Regions from separate parts of the Gossypium hirsutum genome. Here region 2 is linked to region 1. Evidence: chromatin contacts called from public Hi-C data. All regions are on one chromosome and are shown on one strand. Each heading gives the region's core, a stretch centred on a gene start, on an enhancer-like site or on the middle of the called end of the contact. The rest is flanking DNA. Distances are from core to core; before and after follow the strand shown.

What was found. A called contact is a pair of places that touch in the nucleus more often than the background predicts.
Region 2: a Hi-C map of leaf shows a contact between it and region 1, with 1.8 times the contacts expected there. The contact joins the promoter of LOC107952485 here to the promoter of LOC107951174 in region 1. A contact is called at or near these places in 3 of 34 Hi-C or Micro-C datasets (callus and leaf).

The regions. Positions count from the first base shown.
Region 1 is chrA02:45,788,371-45,791,664 of Gossypium_hirsutum_v2.1, forward strand. It overlaps LOC107951174 (phosphatidylinositol 4-kinase gamma 2), which reads left to right and starts at 1,672. Exons shown (of 3, transcript XM_016886117.2): 1 at 1,672-1,900; 2 at 2,161-3,294. The coding sequence starts at 2,184.
Region 2 is chrA02:46,674,851-46,678,144 of Gossypium_hirsutum_v2.1, forward strand. It overlaps LOC107952485, which reads left to right and starts at 1,502. Exons shown (of 3, transcript XM_016887736.1): 1 at 1,502-1,997; 2 at 2,127-2,728; 3 at 2,820-2,951. The coding sequence starts at 1,502. The coding sequence ends at 2,951.

The DNA of each region.
Region 1 (3,294 bases), core at 422-2,921:
ATGCTAAAAACAATTTTACAAACAAAAAAGCTGAAATTAAAAGGAAAAGGACTCAATTGAAATAAAATTAAAATCAACAAGATAATCTATAAATGAACAAAGCGTTGGAGCCTAATTTGGGACTTAAATACAATGTGTGCAAACTTATGGGGATTGAAAACGAAATTATCCCATGTTCCAAAACGCAGTGCTTAAACACGGAAAAAATTAACACCGCGCCTAAATCTCAAAGAAAAATTAAAGAACGAAGAATGAAGAATTAACACGGACAAAAAGGGAGGACTAAACACATAAATTCCCCTTTTTAGAAAAAAAAAAAGAAACCTTCCCCCCTCCCCCCAAGTTATCTGTTACGAATCAAAAGGAAAAGAAAAAAAAAGGGTTTTCTCCCTTTCTACTCTACTAGGGCACAAATAGATCAGCCCCCTGCTGCTAATCCACCCCGATCACGAATAACGGCGACCGGAGGAGCCCCAACCAAGTACCTTCGACCCTTTTCGCTTTCTTTATTTTTTATTTAAAAAAACACTTCAAACACTATGTCCTACTTTAAAACAACTCAAAATAAAACCCATGAAAAGAGAACATCAATAACAACAAAAGAAATCTAAAAAAAATGCAACCTTTGCTTTTTGATTTCTCTGAATTCTTTCTTGTATATTTGTTGATTTTTTAGATCTATATTTTATTTTTCTGAAAAAGGAAGGGGAAAAAAAAGTTCCCAAAACAATAAAAATTTTAGGGCTTTATAGTCGAATACAACTTGTTTCTTGCTATTTTCTTGCTCAAGTCGCAGGTGCCGTAAAGACGTGGAGGAGGAGTGCACGGACGTGATGCGTGCGACGTGCGACGCGCGAGCTGGGGGCGTGCGTGGGGCGTGCGGCGCTAAACTTGGCTTCTGTTTTGCTAATGGTTGTGGGCTAGGTCTAAGGTCAAGTTTGGGCTTTCTGCTTTGGGCTGTTTTGATTAGGGCCCTACATACATAATTAGAGTGATTCCATTTTTACTAATGAGATAAGACAAAACTCCAAATAATAATTTTTTTTAAGAATTAAGATATCTTACAAGTCATTTTTATGAGATATCTTAAATGTCAATTATACTACTAATGAAGTTTAATTCTTTTGGGATTTGTGACTATTTTTATTAATAAAATTATTTTTAAAGTTGGAGTTGAAGTTTTATTTTTAAGAATGCAATGCAATAATAAGCCATCAATTATTGATAAAAATAAAAATAAGAGTCATATATCATGATTTTATTTATAAATTGTATATGACAATAGATATTCATAATGTTACATGAAGGAGTTTTGTTTTTATTATTTTGGTATGAATTTTAGTTTAATTTAAATATGAATATATTTTAATTTGTTTATGGATTGTAGTAGTTTGACGGTAGTGGTAATTATAAAATTATATCAATTGTAATAGAAACTTGTATACAATTATAATAGTAATTTGAGGAGAAAATGATGAAATGTGTATAGCCTATATTAAATACAATCGGATTGAAGATAAGATTAAAAAAGACGATTCTCGGTGGGTATTTCAGTAAACTCAACAGTCAACCTCCGCTCCTTCTCTGAACTTTAACCAAACGACCGTTACTCACACTAACCGTATTTAAAATAAAAATCTAAAATAATAATAACAAAAACAGGCCCCTTATAGTCGTTGGATCAAAGGTGAAAGAAAGCTTTATAAAATGCCAACGACTCCAGTATCATTCCTCCTTTTTATCTCCTTTCTCAGTTTTACTTTGGACGACTACCATTTTTATTTTTATTTTGCATTGGAGCAGAGAAAATAGCTGATACAATCGCGCTAATCAGAAACGGAAACCACCATTTTCGGAAATACATAAAAACAAAGATGGCGACTATTTTATATTAATTACGGTAGTTCGATCTCCCACTTCCATAGTTTTTACTTATTGTTTCTTTTCTTCATTAAAAAATAATAATAATTCCCTCTCCTCCTGCTGTCTCTCTTTGCAAATGTTTGGAAATTTCATCTTTTTGCCTAAAAAATAATATTTTTACAGTTATATCTCTGTCCCTTTGACTGCAGATTGAAAGGAAAATAATTAGTTTTTTTCTTTTTTCCTAATTTTTGTTGTTGATTTCTTCATTCAAATGTTTTTCGGTTGAAACAAAAGAAGAAGAAAGACAAAAACCCGAAATGTCTGTCGTAGATGTTGCTTTGAGTCCGGTTCGTCGAGAAGCGGTTCACTCTTCTGGTTATTGCTATAACCAAGCGGGTGACTCGATCTTGATTTACCTTTCGGTTTCCGGTTCGGTGATTCCGATGCGGGTTTTAAAATCCGATTCGATAGCCTCCGTCAAGCTTCGGATCCAGACATGTAAAGGCTTTGTAGTGAAGAAACAGAGGCTTGTTTTTAAAGGCAGAGAATTGGCTCGCAACGATTCGCTTGTTAAAGACTACGGCTTGAAAGGTGGGAATTTTTTGCACCTAGTTTTAAAACTTTCCAATCTTTTGCTCATCACTGTAAGAACAAGTTGCGGGAAAGAGTTTGAATTGCATGTTGATAGGTTTAGAAATGTTGGGTATTTGAAACAAAGGATAGTTAAACAAGGGAAAGGTTTCGTTGATGTTGATGAACAAGAAATCTTTTGTAATGGTGAAAAACTCGATGATCAAAAACTAATTGATGATTTATGTAAAGATAGTGATGCTGTGATTCATTTGATGGTTCAAAAATCAGCCAAAGTTCGAGCTAAGCCTGTTGAACCGGTTAGAGATTTCTGGTTTGAACCAGTTATTTTGAACCCCAAAGTGAAATTGCCTTGTTTTATGTGGGATATGATGCATTCTACATTTGATGGGTTGGATTTGGGGAACCAGCCAATTCGATCACCGGAAGGGACAGGAGGGGTTTACTTTATGCAAGATAAGTTGGGGGTTGATTATGTTTCGATCTTTAAACCGATCGATGAGGAGCCGATGGCAAATAACAATCCACATGGAGTCCATGGATCATCAAATGGTGAAGGGTTGAAAAAGGGTACAAGAGTTGGAGGAGGAGCAGTGAGAGAAGTGGCTGCTTATATATTGGATCATCCCAAGAGTGGACCTCGGTCTTTGTCTGGTGAGATGTCGGGGTTTGCTGGTGTCCCTCCTACTTGCATGGTTCAGTGCTTGCACAAAGGGTTTAACCATCCAAATGGGTATAAATGTGCACCTGAGAATGTTAAGGTTGGGTCCTTACAGATGTATATGAAGAATGCCGGGAGTGGTGAGGATGTAGGTCCAGGAGGTTTCCCTGTGGAGG
Region 2 (3,294 bases), core at 252-2,751, 890 kb after region 1:
AGACATTTATATTTTAATATATATATGCGTGGGAGGGGTGTGCCCCCTGTAATTGGAATTTCAATAGGAATTACTACCTTTTTAATTCTGTTTCATGTTCTTTATTTTTTCTTGCGCAATATTGCGCAAGGCCCTTTCAATTTCATTTTATTTTCAATTAATTTTTGTTAAACTTTTAATTTAAAATTTATATTTAGTTTTAGGCCGGTAGAGAGTTAATAAATTCGTAACCACACTTAAAAACTTCCGTATTGGTATTTGTTATTTTTCTAATTTAAGATATAAGTATCATCGTCTTATAAAATTGTATTGATATCAAATTAAAAAGAGCTCATTAATTCGGTGTTGATAAACATAGAGTTGGAAGAAGTGATATGATCGTCTATCATATTTGGTCTATCGGAGAACACGTTGGTGTGTCCAATTAAGTGGTTAGTTGGATCCGTCAAAGGAAATAGCAATCAGGTTTAAACAACCTGCGCAGTTGAGGTTGTTGGTTCAAGTTAGACCCTTCTAGTTTCCAAAGCTACTGAAGAGCTAAATCATGGACACGTGTTTCGTGGTTATTCGTTAAGTAAAACTACAGAAGGATTGGTGGTCTGGGCGTCCTCATTCACTATAATCGACTTTTCAGTTAAAGGAGGAGACTTATTATCAAGTATCAGTTTGAAATCATGGCAAAATCGAGATTGAAGCTAGAAATTTCATTATATTGGTTTATTTAATTTAACTTCTTTTATGCTTATTTCTATTGTTATCTAGATTTTAATTATTTTTACCTTTATCATATTTAAATCCATCATTTTTACTTTTGCACAAATCGTCACATGTTGTGGGCATAATAATTGTCTGGTGCACAACTTAGTTAAACCGAAACAACAATTTTAGATATTCTAATCTCTGTAGGATCGGTCGTACTCTCTATATTGCTATTTATTTATGGTTTAAACATAAAAAATATTATTTTTTATGGATTCGAAAGCCATCAATTAATATATAATTTGAGCAACTTTTATGAGTAAATAGTGGCAATACGAGAATATAATATATTTCTTAAAGACAAATTGAGTATTTTAAAATATATATTATTTAATAAATATTTTTTCTTTATTGGCTTTTTGTTAATTTTTTTATGGTAATTATATTTTTTATTTCAATGTTTTTTATTCAACTATCGAGCAAGTGCTTTTTTTTCTTTATTTTACTATTATGATTTTGGACTTCTTTTTTATTGTATTTGATAGTTTTTCTATCAATAATTAATTCTGAATACTTTTTTAATTGTGTTTGTCACTTTAAGTTCCTTACTGAAATTTAATTTTAGAAAGCCATCATATTAATATTGAACAATATTTATACCAATCATAATTATTTTATGCTATAATGATATTGTTATTTCTAAGTGTAAATTTGTTCATTAAAGAATTTGGACATTGATTTTATGTTTGAATAAAAAATTATCATAAAATTTTAAAATTAAAAAAATTAAAATTAAAAAAAAATGACTTTTGGTGAGAACTCTGGTCTTGGAAGTTCTATTGTTGAGGAATTGATTCCTAAGAAGGTCAGATTTCGGGATAAGGAAGAGGAGGCGACGAGCGGAATAATGGTCGATACGCCCTCAGATCAACTCACTTCTTGGAGAGATAAACTCGTCGGACAGTCCTCAAAAGATGTCTTCAATAGTTTGGTTGATAATGATAATATTGATATATTGGAAGGGGACGTCCAAAAGACATTTGTGAATGGCGTACCCTCCATAACTTTCTCAGACAGAATCCATCAAATCCTTGTTCAAGGCATGGATAATACTGTGATTTTAAAACTTCTAGGCCGGAATATGGGATTCACAGTTTTGCAGAATAAAATTTACGATTTGTGGAGACCCACAGCACCTATGCACATGATGGATATCGAGAATGGATACTTTCTAGTGAAATTTCAAAATAAGATGGATTTCAAAAAGGCCCTAGCTGAAGGACCATCGATCATATTTGGTCAGTATTTGACAGTACAACCATAGACGATGGGTTTCGGTCCTTCTCAGAATTTTCCAAGAGTTGTGATGGCATGGATCAGATTCCTAGCTCTTTCGAGCTACTAATATAACAGGAAAATCATTTCAGAATTTGGGGAAGTAGTTGGTAAAGTGGTTAAGCTTGATTTAAATACCGACAGCAGGACGAGGGGACATTTTGCTAGATTAACAGTTTATGTTAATCTGGGCGAACCTTTGGTATCACAAATTTTGATCAATGGTAGAACGCAAAAAGTGGAATATGAAGCTTTATCTACTATCTGTTTTCATTTTGGAAGGTATGGACATGTGGAAAATCTCTGTATTTTTAAAAGTCCTAAACCCACGGTTGAGGCGAATCATGATTTGTCTGCAACGGTACCGGAAAACCAGAAGTTGGCCATGGAAGAATCGGAGAAGAAAGACGAGAGTTACGGGTTGTGGATGATTGTTGAGAGGAAATCAAGGCATAAATTTCGTGATAATTTTCAAAAATCTGCCGAAATTCAAGAAAAGAAAAGGGAAGGATCCCGATTCAGTTGCCTAAATAATAGGGATTTAAACAATGAATTTAATGATGGAGAAGTGGCAGACTTTCAAAACTCTAAAGAGAAAGAAATTTCTCCCAGAAATCAGTATATTAAAGGCGTTGACCCGAAAATTAATAGGCTGAATGATTTTGTAAAAAATTCCAATAAGGGCAAACAAAAGGTTGTAGGCCCTAATACCGGACCAGGCCCGATTTTTAAAAAAACTGCTGGCTTATTTTAGAACCCAACCTGGATAATAATAGTGGTAACAGGAATGCGATGGCTTTGGAAGGGATTGCCTTGGGGTTGGGCTCAAGACAGGCCAGATACTAGTGGAACAGGGTGACCAGCAAGTGGGCCAGACGGATTCAGCTGATAGGGGAACAGTAGCTGAGTCCCTATAGTAGAACGTGTGGACAGTGTCGCTGAGACCGTTCTTCCTGCTGGGGGAGAGTCTTCAACAAAGCAGCATCTCCTGACCTCCAAAAATGAAAAAGAAGCCGAAGTAGTGGAAGTGGGTAACCTGGATTCCGCTAAGCATTCGGCAGTAACCTTCCCCGGAACCAAAAATGATCAGTATACCGCACCCTCTGTGAGTAATTCACTGGTCTCAATTTTGGTGGGAATTTCTAGATCGGCGAAAGAGAATAAATGAAGAGGAAGGGCTACTGTAAAGAAACAGAACAAAATCATGCATGGAAGCAATGTTCGTATCAAAAGAATTGGATCTCAAAGAATATCTCTAAA